Regions from separate parts of the Mus musculus genome. Here region 2 is linked to region 1. The links are chromatin contacts, called in public promoter capture Hi-C maps. All regions are on one chromosome and are shown on one strand. Each heading gives the region's core, a stretch centred on a gene start, on an enhancer-like site or on the middle of the called end of the contact. The rest is flanking DNA. Distances are from core to core; before and after follow the strand shown.

Region 1 (6,574 bases), core at 2,779-5,278:
CAGGACTGTAATCCCAGCTACATGGGAAGATTGTGCGTGCAGGGCCAGCCTGGGCTACAGAGTAGATTCAGGCTCAACCTGGACAACTTAGAGAGACCGTCTTAAAATAAAATGTAAAAGGAGAGCTGGGGATGTAGCTTAGTGATAGAGAGCAGGCCTAGTATGTGTGAGGCCCTGGTTCAACCCCCCAGACACACACAGACATATATACAACAGACACACACACAGACACACGGGCACAGACACACACACACAAAGACATATACACACAGACACAAACATATGGACACACAGAGACACACACAATAGACAGACAGACAGACAGACACACACACATACACATTTGTTGTTGTTACTCTTCAGGTCCCTGACTCTATTCTACATGACTTTGTGAGCCACAGTCTTCTGCCTCCCCTCCACGAGTCTGAACTCTGTAGTCAGAGAAGAATGTGCCTGCCTACATTGTATTGGCCTGACGATGTTCTCTGTGCAACATTTCTGGGATTGTTGCTGACCCACTGTGTGTGAGTGTGTGTGTGAGAGAGAGAGAAAGAGAGAGAGAGACAGAGACAGAGAGGGACAGAGAGAGAGACAAGGACAGGGACAGAGACAGAGAGACAGAAAGACAGAAAGAGGACAACCTGAGAATCTTGTCTCATTCTTTGGGCTCTGTCCACCTTGGTGGTCTGTTTGTTTGTTTGTTTGTTTGTAGACAGTCTCTTACTGGCCTGGAACTCACTGGGTAGGCTTGGCCAACTGGTCAATGAGTCTCAGAGATTCACCTGTTCTCACCTCCCCAGCACGGGGACTCTATGCATCAACCCAGAACTTTACACAAATTCTAGGGATTAAACTCAGGATTAAACCACAAGGCAAGCACTTTACCCACTGAGCCATCTCCCCAGTCCTGACCACTTACCTTCCATGCCACTGCTATGTGTCTGTTTGGGGTTTTGTTTCTTTGTTGGTTTTTTTTTTAATCTTTTTTTTTTTGGTTGTTAAAGACAGGGTCTCTCTGTATAGCTCTAGCTGTCCTGGAACTTGTTCCATAGACCAAGACTGGCCTAGAACTCAAGAGATCTGCCTGCCTGTGCCTCCTGAGTGCTGGGATTAAAGGCCTGTACCACCACTGCCCAGCATGCTAATGCTATGTGTGCTAACGTGAATGCTTGGACTTCCTGCAGGTGTGTGAACACAGCCTGCTGAGTACGACCGTCCAGCATGTGAGAATAAGGCAGGCAGATAACCAAGTCCTTTCAAAGCCACGATAGAGCTGTGTCTAAGGAGTGCCAAGGGTCACCTGCCACTTCTCAGGATTGTCACTTTGCATAATGTACAGTTTGCTCTATGAAGACAGATACGAACTGGGAGAAAGTCAATAACTCAAAATTATTTTGGCCTCATAGAGGTGTAATGATGGTTTTCCATTAGCTTTTATTGTCCCACAGAACTGTAAAAAAAAAAAAATCTTAGTTTGTGTTACATTTAGTCATTTATTTTGTGCTTTCGTGGAGAGTGCACATGGGGGGGGGTCAAAGGACCACTTTTGAGAGTGGGTTCTCACCCTCTATCATGTGGCTCCCAGGAAGTGAACTAAAATCATCAGGCTTGATTCCAAAAGAACTTTAGTCAGTTTGTGGTATGTAACACAGCAGTCTTATGAATCGTCCAGAAGTCTTGTGATTTTGGGTGGAATCCTTCTCTTTTCTCTCTAGGTACATATGTGAGTTTTGGATGCCCTTCACTGAGCCAGGTAGGACCCTGAGGGTCTCATCATAGGCCACACATTCTAAGAACTTCTATTTCATCTATCTATCTATCTATCTATCTATCTATCTATCTATCCATCCATCCATCTATCCATCCACCTGTCTATCATCTATCTGTTTGTATGCGTGCTTGCATACCATAGCATACACGTGAAGATCAGAAGACAAGTCAGGTCATCAGGCATTATGGCAAGTGCTTTTACCCGCTGAGGCATCTCTCTGGCCCTCCTTTTTGTTGCTGTTGTTATGGCCTTATGTAGTTTGGTCTAGCCTCAAGGGAAGTGGCCTTGAGTCCTTGATCTTCCAGCCTCTGCCTTAGCAGTGCTGGGGTTATAGGCACGTGCCACCATACTTGATGTAATGGTAGGTTTTTGGTTTTTTTAACTGAAAATATATATGTGTGTATCTTTCAAAAATGGCGCTGAGGTGAAACTTGGGACCTTATCCATGCTAGTAGGTGAGTCTCTAAAGCTGAGCCACCCACCAGCCTTGTAGCTCTGATGTTGTTGTTGCTTAAATATTGATTTGAAGGGCTTGGCTATAGCTCAGTTGGTAGAACACTTGTTGCAGTAAATCTCCAACCCAAATATGTCCCAGCAATGAAAACACAGCTCAATTAATATGATCACATGCTGTGTGCCTAGATTGGGCAGATCTATGGCTACACTACCATCTTCTCCATCTATGAAACTCCTTAGGAACTTGCAGTTTCTCCAGGCCATGTGCTTCTGCTCTGATTTTCTTCTTCTTCCTCCTCTGCGTCCTCTCCCTCTCCCATTTTCTCCTTCTTCTTTCTCTCCACCTCCTGCTCCACCTTCCCTTTTATCTGCCCAACCAGCAGCTCTCCTTTATTTTACAAACTAAGGTGAGAAGAAGGTGTACAGGAAATCACCTGAGTGCTGACTCATTCCTAGTTCACAGCCACTCACAGGAGAACAGAATTAACATCAAATAGAATTAGCCCCAGGGCTATCCACAACAAACACTTGGCTAGGATTTATGAAGCCCTGGGTTCAATGGCCAGCTCTGAATAAAGCAAGCATAATGGAAGCACACCTTCAATCCCAGCTCTCAGGTGGTAGAAGCAGGAGGGTCAGGATGTCCAGGCCAACCCTGGATATATAAGAACCTGTCTCAGGAAAAGATGTTGGGGTCAGTGAGTGAAAGTGTTCCCTTCACCAACCTGAGAATGTGAGCTCAGATCCCATGGTAGGAGAGAACCAATTCCTCAAAGTTGACCTCTGACCTCCACACGTGCTCCACCGTAGCACACAAACCCACCCTAACATGCATATACAAAGAGAAACAATAAATAAACTATTTTTTAATATTGATGACATTTGGTGAATAAGTGGTTATCAGGTGCCCCGTGTTCTGCAGCTGCCTGACATTAAACTTTCACAACAACCTTCTGAGATAGAATTTGATCCCAGGTTACAGATAAAGAATCTAAGAGTGAGGCTGGATGGTGGTGGCGTACGCCTTTAACCCCAGGCAGAGACAGGTGGATCTCTAAGTTCGAGACCAGCCTGGTCTGCAGAGTGGGCTCCAGGACAGCCAGGGCTACACAGAGAAACCCTGTCTCGAAAAGAGAAAGAAAGAAAGAATGAAAGGAAAAAGAAAAAAAGGGGGGGGAAAGCAAGAGATGGCTCAGAAGTTAAGAGCACTGGCTGCTTTTCGAGAGGTCCTGAGTTCAATTCCCAGCAACCACCTGGCGGCTCACAAACATCTGTAATGAGATCTGTCGCCCTCTTCTGGCCTGTGGGCATATATGCAAGCAGAATGCTGTATGCATAATAAATAGATCGTTTTAAAAACAACAAAAAAAAGGTAAGGAAGAAACCAAGAGCGAAGAGATGTTGGAGCTTCCCAAAGACAGGCTGTTAGGGAGTATCGAGCCTTGAAACCCATTGCTATGTGCCTTCAGCCTCCCAGTGGTCTGTTCTCTCTGTTCCAGGTGGCCTGTCCCTTCTTTGAATTTTATAAGCACTTGGCCCTAAGCTCTTGTGTCTTTCCCAATCATGAAAAAAGCCCCAGGGTACAAGTTTGAAGACAGAGTCCTTCTGCCCTGATATTCTGTGCTTTTCTGGATCCTGAAGAACCCCAACCCCCATCTTCAGAGTCCTCCCCACAACTGTGGCTGGGCAGGACATCCCCTGTCCCAAACGTGCTGAGGTCCGCTTAAAATTTCCGTGTGTGGTGTCTGGCCCTGGGGAAGTTCAGGGGGTAGATTCCAAGAAGGGGAAGTCGGAAAGGATATGAAACTTGGCAGTGTCCTGGTGACACGCCTTTGCTGACGGGTGTCCCACCATCAGCAAAGGGCTGGAGCATCCAGTTTGATCGGACCACGGAGGCAGGTGAGACCAAGCCTGAGGGAGAGGGGGCTGGGAAACCAACCTTGGGGGACCACTCTGGAGAACTGAGGCGAGAGGGAAGAATATTGCTGCAAGCTAGTTCAGTGCAAGGGTGGATAGGCTGGGGACACTGACACAGAGCAGGCAGGTGGAAGGACCCTCTCCTCTGGCCAGAGCTTTGGGGAACCGTGAGAGCTAGTAGCTCAGAACCATGCTCCATGCCTCAGAAACACAGAAAGCCAGAAAGCGCTCGGGGGAGTCAGCGCCCAGCAGCAGAGGGCTTTGCAGGGACAGTCAGCCCTCATGTGGATGTGGAAAGGGGCTGAGGCTGCGGGAGAGTAGGCAGATGTTTGTGAAAGCCTGTGAGTGTGCATAGCTCACCATCTGGGCCGGAGATTGTAATTAAAACAGTGCTGACACTTGGTAAATATTTGTTCAATGAGATCCATCATCCGTGGGAGTGTGTGAGCCTGCGTGTCCAGAGAGCGGGGAGGTCTGTGTGGATATAGGAGCAAATGCTGGACAGGTGCAGAGCAAAAGGTAGTGTGGGGTTTAGGGCTGGGGCTAGGGCTAGGGTCAGGTCAGGGTCAAGGTCAGGGTCAGGGTCAGGGTCAGGATTAAGCCTAGAGCTAGGGCCTATAGGTTAGGATTAGGGTAGGGGGTGGGTGCTAGGGTTAAGGGCAGAGTAAGAAGGGTCAGGGTTCTAGCTAGGGCTAGGGGTTAGGGTCAAAGTCATTGTTAGTGCTAGTATCGGGGACCTGTGATCCAGACAGGCATTGAGGATATGAATGGCCCTAGACTGGGTCACATAACCTTGCGTGTAGAACATGGTAACATGTCATCATGGGACAGACATGTGATCCCAAGTGTCCAGCATACCCAGTGTCCCTGTGTGTCTCTGTAGGGACACCATGGAGACCTCTCAGGGATGGCTGGTGGCCTGTGTGCTGACCATGACCCTAGTATGGACAGTGGCTGAAGATGTCTGCCGAGCACCCAACGGGAAGGATGGGGCTCCAGGAAATCCTGGCCGCCCGGGGAGGCCGGGTCTCAAAGGAGAGAGAGGGGAGCCAGGTAAGCGTTCTCTCCGGCTGGGGTGCTGGTCCCGCACCATCCTGGAGGCAATGGTTTAGGGGTCCTGAGAAGCGATGGTGCATTTGAGTTCCAGGAAGTCACTACAGTGAGCGGTTCACCCCGGAACCTGAAGGCCTAGCCTTCTCTTGGACCTTGTCCCCAGCTTCTCTTTCCTGCTTTGACATTCCTCTTTCCCCTTTCTCCTCCAAAGACTAGGCCACACAGAGAATGGATGTGGATGGTCTAAAAAAGAGGCCCAAGAGTCTAGAGTCAAGAGCCATTGACTTGTTGGTTGACCTCAAACAAATTACGGATGCTCTCTGAGAGTCCATTTCCTCCTCCGTAAAATCGAGGCAGAGCCCTGCCTGGTGCGTAGAGAAAGATCAGCCAGTATCAACAGTCACTTGCATGTCCTTCCAGCCCTCTACTTTGTCCCTGCTCTCCTGTCCACTCTACCCTGTTAGAATTCATGATCCTGAGGAGGACGAGAGGGGAGGAGTTATGACCAGAGCCGGAAGAAAAGACATCCTGACCTGTCAACCTGACCCTCCCAGTCTCCTGCAGACCAAAAGGACCCTCATGCTGATTTGCACACAGTTGTGCCAAAGGGTCCTAAATATGAAAAAGGAGTTGGTGATTTAGAGACATGCGAGGTGACAGCACCATGGCTGGACTCAACTGAGCAACCAGAGAGCCAGCCCCACGTTTCCTAAAAATGCAGGGTCTGTCACATGGCTGCATTTGCTTCTCTGGGTTTTATAGTTGAAGCAGAGGCTCAGAGAGGTTAACATGCTTGCCCAAGACCACACAGCCAGTCAGGCCAGTCAGACTGGGTCTCTTCAAAGCAAAGGCTTTTTCTGTGAGGATAGGCAGGCTCTGGACTTCTTACCCACGATGCCCCACCCCACTCCACATCTACCAATCTGCTCGCTCTCTTTGCACACAGGAGCTGCTGGCATCCGGACTGGTATCCGAGGTTTTAAAGGAGACCCAGGGGAATCTGGCCCCCCTGGCAAACCTGGCAATGTGGGGCTCCCAGGTCCCAGTGGTCCCCTGGGGGACAGCGGCCCCCAAGGACTGAAGGGCGTGAAAGGCAATCCAGGCAATATCAGGGACCAGCCCCGGCCAGCTTTCTCAGCCATTCGGCAGAACCCAATGACGCTTGGCAACGTGGTTATCTTTGACAAGGTCCTCACCAACCAGGAGAGTCCATACCAGAACCACACGGGTCGCTTCATCTGTGCAGTGCCCGGCTTCTATTACTTCAACTTCCAAGTGATCTCCAAGTGGGACCTTTGTCTGTTTATCAAGTCTTCCTCCGGGGGCCAGCCCAGGGATTCCCTGAGTTTCTCTAACACCAACAACAAGGGGCTCTTT
Region 2 (6,574 bases), core at 2,975-5,474, 530 kb before region 1:
CAATGGAGTTTTGATTTTACTGGGCTAGCCTCAGGGGGCAGATGACTGGGAAGAGGCAAGCAGTTCAGAGGCAGGAGAACTGTGGCGAAACGGAAGACTAAGACACAGAGGTTTGCTGTTCCCAATGGGGAAGGGGACACTGGGTTACTGGAGCATAGCTGGTATTAGCATGGTTTGTTAATATTACACACAACACAAGCCAGCATGGTGGTACACGCCTTTAATCCCAGCACTTGGGAGGTAGGGCCAGGTGGATTTGAGTTCGAGGCCAGCCTGGTCTACAAAGTGAGTTCCAGGACAGCCATGGCTATACAGAGAATCCCTGCCTCGAAAAACCAAAAAAAAAAAAAAAGCACACCACATACACTTTTAATCCCAGCACTGAGAGGCAGAGGCAGGCAGATCTCTGTGAGTGAGTTCAGGGCCAGTCTGGTCTACAGAGTAAGTTCCAGAACAGCCAGGGCTACATGGAGAAACCCTGTCTCAAAAAAAAAAAAATAACAGCAACAACAACAACACAAAGAGATGTCTCACTTTATTTCAGTCTGGGGCCTGGAATGGATGGTACCCCTCCATTCTCCTTAGGTAGCTCCCTCTTGGGCTGGAGAGATGGCTCAGTGATTAAGGACACTGACTGCTTCCAAAGGTTCTGAGTTTAAATCCCAGCAACCACATGGTGGTTCACAATCATCCGCAATAAGATCTGACGCCTTCTTCTGGTGTGTCTGAAGACAGTTATAGTGTACTTACATAAAACAATAAATAAATCTTTGGGCTAGAGCAAGCAGAGCCAAAGTGAGCAGAGGTCCTGAGTTCAATTCCCAGCAACCACATGAAGGCTCACAACCATCTGTACATCTACGGTGTACTCATATACATAAAATAAATAAATCTAGAAGAAGAAAAGAAGAAGAAGAAGAAGAAGAAGAAGAAGAAGAAGAAGAAGAAGAAGAAGAAGAAGAAGAAGAAGAAGAAGAAGAAGAAGAAGAAGAAGAAGAAGAAGAAGAAAAAGAAGAAGGAGGAGGAGGAGGAGGAGGAGGAGGAGGAGGAGGAGGAGGAGAAGGAGAAGAAGAAGAAGAAGAAGAAGAAGAAGAAGAAGAAGAAGAAGAAGAAGAAGAAGAAGAAGAAGAAGAAGAAGAAGAAGAAGAAGAAGAAGAAGAGGAAGAAACAAATCCCTCTTCAGGGCTAACCTCAAGGATTCCAGCTGCCACTACACCAGGAGCCCCAAAGGTTGCTCAGTAGTACAGCTAGAAGTATCTTTCCCCAGGCTTTGAGAAGGATAGCACTTGGCTCAAGTGGTCATGGACAGTTGACCTCAGAGAGACCATATGTCGAAACTCCCTGCCCCTAGAGTCACATGCCCTGAGCAACACAGTTTGAGGCCCTGCGGATAAAAGCAGGGGAGCCTTCTGTGTTAAGTTGGGGCCTCCTGTGGGTTCAGCTCTTCCTGTGTCCTTGAACTAGCTTCTTCCCAGCTAAGAACACGTGCAGACCTCGATCAAGTTCTGGCTTTTCTCCAGGCCACTGTCCTATCTGTCGGAGAGGTCAGAGAGCTGGGTTGAACACAGAGATCTGTTTCCAGTCCTCTGCCTTAGGACCTGCCCCTCTCTCCTGTGCTCTCTTCAGGGCTCTCACAACCTCTTCCCCAGTTCAGAGGCTGTGAGCATCCAAGCTGAGCAAATTTGTCCAGGCCTACAGTAAACAGGGAGGGCACAGCTATTTTTATCCCAGGTTGAAGGATTTTCACAGCTGTTTCTGTTGCGTGTGCACAAGCTGCTCAACAGCCCAAGCTGCTGGAGTGGTAGGTCTCCCTGTGGACGTGTTAGATGGGCGGCACCCAAAACCTTAAACAAATCCCTCCTGGCCTACGGGATACCTCTATTAGCAAGGGTCCACTTAGACAGCTAAGTGTTGCCCTCCCCTTGGCTTCTATTTGTAGGAGTCAGAGGAAGATGTATGCATGCCACACTGATCCTGAACACATGCTCAGGAGACTCAGCAGGACTTAGCTGAAAGAGGGGAACATGGGGAACATGGGGGACGGGGACAAGGAGGGTTTGTGTACTTGCCTTGTTCACACAGGATGCTGGCCCTAAACCAGACAGTGGTGGTGTATGCCTTTAGTCTCAGCAGTCAGGAGTTAGAGGCAGGAAGATGAGGCCAGACTGGTCTACCAAGGCTACACAGACCCAGGAAAATGATGTCTCAAAAGGGAATGGGGAGCTGGAGGGATTAAGAGAACTAACTGTTCCTCTAGAGGTCCTGAGTTCACTTCCCAGGTACCACATGGTGATTCACAACCATCTGTAAAGGGATCTGACGCCCTCTTCTGGTGTGTCTGAAAAGAGTGACATTGTACTCACATACATTAAATAAATAAATAAATAAATAAATAAATAAATAAATAAATAAATAAATAAATAAATCTAAAACAAAAAGAAGAATGCTGGCTTGTGCCCTGTGCCCTGTGCTAGTGTGTGGCTCGATGGTGGCTCTCCGCATGCATGAGGCCCTGGAATCTATCCCCACCAATAGGGGTGGGGTGGGGGAGTAAAGCGGCTGAGGAGGTGGATACATGAAGAAGGCACGGTGCGGCCAGCACTCGCAAGGCAGAGAACAGGGCTCTAAACCAGCCAAATCACCAGCTCTGGGGTCAGCAAGAGACCTTGCCCCTGCAGATAAAGGAGCCCAGGGAAGGTGCCAGCATCAAGCTCTTCAGCTTGGTTGACAGTGCGTTGGCAGGATCCTCACCAAGCTCCTTTAGTTAAAGCTTTCGATTGCATTTTTGTTGCTTCTGTGTGTGTGTGTGTGTGTGTGTGTGTGTGTGTGTGTGTGTGTGTGTGTGTGTGATGGGAGTGGGTGCACATGCCCCAGCATGCGTGGAGCTCAGAGGGCAACTCAGAGGAGAGGAGTTGGTCCTCTCCTTGTAACAGGTGGGCCCCAGGGATCCAACTCAGGTCGTGAGGCCCGATGGGCGTCTTTAGGTGCCAGGTCATCTTAGCAAGCCTGCTTCCTCTTTTATATTCCTCTCTTTCCTTCCTTCTCCTCCTCCCTGTTCCCTTCTCCTCCTCCCCTCACCTGGTTGCTTCTTCCTTGTCTCCTCTTCTGTCTCCATATCCCTCTCCTCCTCCTCCCCCTCCTTGACAAGGACAAAACCAAAGGCCTTACTTTGAGGCCCTGTGTTGTGCTTCCAGACCCATTTTATTTTTTTGCTTTGAGACAGGGCCTTGCTGTGCAACCCTAGTTGACCACCAACTCATAACCCTCCTGCCTCAGCCTTGGAGCAGCTGGGAACACAGACGATGCCACCTCACCCAGCTCCTCGTTGACTCCAGACCCCTGCCCCTCTTTTTTCTTGAGCAAGCCACTCCTGAGTTGAGTGTCTACCCTCCACCCGTTCCCATGGCTGGCTTCAGGACTCACTTGCATGCATATCGTCTCCAGAGTCAATATGTCACTCTGCCTCAACCTCCCAAGACAAATGGGAAGGGAGGGGTCCCCTCCTGATCACCCATGTTTTGTTTCCGTATGGCACCCACCCTCACTGGTTAGAGACAGCTTCTTAAAAATTTTGGCACTTGGGAGGCAGAGGCAGGTGGATTTCTGAGTTCGAGGCCAGCCTGGTCTACAGAGTGAGGTCCAGGTCAGTGGGGATATACAGAGAAACCCTGTCTCAAAAAAACCCCAAAAAACAAAAACAAAAAATTGTGGGTTCATCTTGTGCCATCACTAGGCAGACTGTGAGCAGACTGGGATCATGTGCTGTCTGCTCACAGCCCTAGAAAGAGCCCTAATACAGCAGAGAAAGTACTCAGAAACAGTCTCTTATGGAGGTGGACATCAATATTAATCCCATGCAGGAGACTAGAGCTCTGAGACACCATGGTCAAACTAAGCACTCAATAGACAAAGCCAGGATCTGAACCCAGGCCTGATCAGCTCTGCTATTCTAGCCTTCCCTGGGAAAGCCCGGCCTGTCTAATAGAACCCTTTGCCTGTCCCTCTCTTATCAGTTGGCCGTTCTCTACCACTTGTGCAATCACAGGTTGGAGGAAGTCTGAGGTCCCTCCTTCAGCTCCTGCTCTCTAATCTACAGTGGTTGGTGTGTGGCCTTGGGCCTTGAAAAAGCTGGTGTTCTGCCACCTGTTGTGGGAGTGGGGTCTGGGGCCAGCCCTTCCACCTGCCTCCGGCACTATATTAAAGTCCCGGTTCCACATCTCTTTCTAATCACCCTGAAGCTCACCATGCTCCGACTGCTGAGTTCCCTCCTGCTTGTGGCCCTTGGTAAGCCCTCAGCTTGTCCCATGTCTCCTTGCTGCATCAGCCTGGGAGCCCCTGAAATATGACAGACCCTCACTCTTTGCCTCCCTGGGTGACACCCCATACCTACTTCTACAGAAGGTCTCAGCTTCAACTAGGACAGGACTGTAGGGCCTTGAGCTTGGTTCATGGCCAGGAGTGGAGGAGGCAGGCAAGCTTCAGATGACCCAGCTCAGAAAGACTGGGAGCCCACGGGGCAAGACTCCTTGAGGGGACAATGGATGACCTCCTGACTTAAGGTCTGAACTCTGAGGTTTGATGGCTCCAACTCAAACTTTCAGTCTTCTGTGACACAGCCCACAAAGCTTCCCTTGGCCGACCATATTGTACCCGATGGCATTTTCTAAGTGTCTACTATGTCAGGCAGGTGACGGTGGGACAGGTTGTTTTTCTTCTATGACCCCAGGTAAGTCAGCCTAGTTTGGAGTCAGTGGGGAAACTGACTTTTAAAGTAACACAGCCATCCTGAGTCGGTGGCCGAGTTTCACTTCGTACCCAGCTGTGTCACTCAAACAGCCACTTCATAGGTCAGTCACCTTTTTTTTTTTTTAAAGATTTATTTATTTATTATATGTAAGTACACTGTAGTTGTCTTCAGATACACCAGAAGAGGGCATCGGATCTCATTACGGGTGGTTGTGAGCCACCACGTGGTTGCTGGGATTTGAACTTCGGACCTTCGGAAGAGCAGTCGGGTGCTCTTACCCACTGAGCCATCTCACCAGCCCTTTTTTTTTTTTTTTTTTTTTTTTTTTTGGTTTTTCGAGGCAGGGTTTCTCTGTATAGACCTGGCTGTCCTGGAGCTCACTTTGTAGACCAGGCTGGCCTCGAACTCAGAAAACCGCCTGCCTCTGCCTCCCGAGTGCTGGGATTAAAGGCGTGCGCCACCACGCCCGGTATAAATCACCTTTTTAAAAAGAATTTTTTTTTAATAGAAAGTCTCATGTTATAGCTCAGCCTGCCTTTCCTTGAATTCCTAGCAATCCCACTGCCTCCCTCTCTCAAGCACAGGGACTACAGGCCTGAGCTAGCATGTCACTTTTAGCTGCCATTTTTAATTTTTTTTATTACATTTATTTATTTGTTAGGGACTGTATGTGTGTTACAGAGCTCACGTGGAGACCAGAGAACAACTTGCAGGAGTCAGTTCTCTCTGTTGGGATCCCAGGGATAAAACTCAGGTCATTAGCCCGGGTTACCACGCAGCCAGCCCTCTTTTTTTCTTTTGGGGTGGGGTAAAAGATTTCACTCTGTTAGCCCAGGCTTACCTCAAACCAGTGGCTGATCCTTTGAGCTCGAATCCTCAATGCTGGGATCACACCCTAATGCCCAGCATTTTGGTTTCAGAGTTTGGGGGCTCCCTGACTACCAGGCTCAGTCCCAAGTCTTTAGTCTTTGAGATAAAAGAGACCCTGCCCTCCTCTGACTCTGGGAAGCCCTGTTGTAGGTTAAATGCATAAACACTACTTCATACCTGGCTAGTGAAGTCTAGAGAGGGGAAGGGCTCCCCCTCCTCTTCCTCCCCTTCCTTTTCCTCCTCCTCTTCCTCCTCCTCCTCTTCCTCTTTCTCTTCTTCCCCCTCTTCCTCTTCTTTATACTCCTCTTCTTCCTCTTCCTCCTCTCCCTCCTCAATCTCTTCTTCCTCCTCTTCCTCTTCTTTTGCTTCTTTCTTTTTCTTTTTAGACAGGATCTCTTTGTGTAGCATTGGCTGATCTGGAATTCACCATATAGGTCAAGCTGGCCTTGAATATACAGAATTCAGCTTGCCTCTGCCTCCAAATGCACCATGCTCAAACACCAGCTCTCCCACCCCGACCCCTTTCTTCTGAGGACACTCTGGCTGACTGGCTTCTCAATTGTCACCTCTAGCCTCAGGCTGTGGACAGCCTTCCCACAACCCCTCCAGCCGAGTTGTCAATGGCGAGGAAGCTGTTCCCCACAGCTGGCCCTGGCAGGTAAGAGTGACAGCAGCTGCCCCCACCACCACTCCCCACGCCTGCTTCTACTATGGGCACTGAACCCCAGGTCTGGTGACATGGCAGCCTGCCTTGACCCCACCAGTTCCTCTCCACTCCCTTCTTTGACTTCAAAAGGCCGGAAACTCTTGGAGAGAGATATTTCTTGGAGGTTGTAACTGTTCCATCTGCAATCTCGGCTGGGATTTGAAAGTGGAATTTGGGGAAAGGGTGGTGCTTAAGAGATTGGCTTAATAGCAGTGGAACTTCGGGGGCTGTGTTTAGAGGAAAGATTTTGT

Evidence for each region. Promoter capture Hi-C pulls out the DNA fragments that hold promoters and counts their contacts.
Region 2: a promoter capture Hi-C map of liver shows a contact between it and region 1, with 5 times the contacts expected there. The contact joins the promoter of Cela3b here to the promoter of C1qa in region 1. A contact is called at or near these places in 1 of 39 promoter capture datasets (liver) and 2 of 484 Hi-C or Micro-C datasets (cerebellum and cortical neurons).

Annotation. Positions count from the first base shown.
Region 1 is chr4:136,896,298-136,902,871 of GRCm38.p6, reverse strand. It overlaps C1qa (complement component 1, q subcomponent, alpha polypeptide), which reads left to right and starts at 4,028. Exons shown (of 3, transcript NM_007572.2): 1 at 4,028-4,126; 2 at 5,028-5,197; 3 at 6,144-6,574. The coding sequence starts at 5,035.
Region 2 is chr4:137,428,170-137,434,743 of GRCm38.p6, reverse strand. It overlaps Cela3b (chymotrypsin-like elastase family, member 3B), which reads left to right and starts at 4,224. Exons shown (of 8, transcript NM_026419.2): 1 at 4,224-4,284; 2 at 6,190-6,275. The coding sequence starts at 4,245.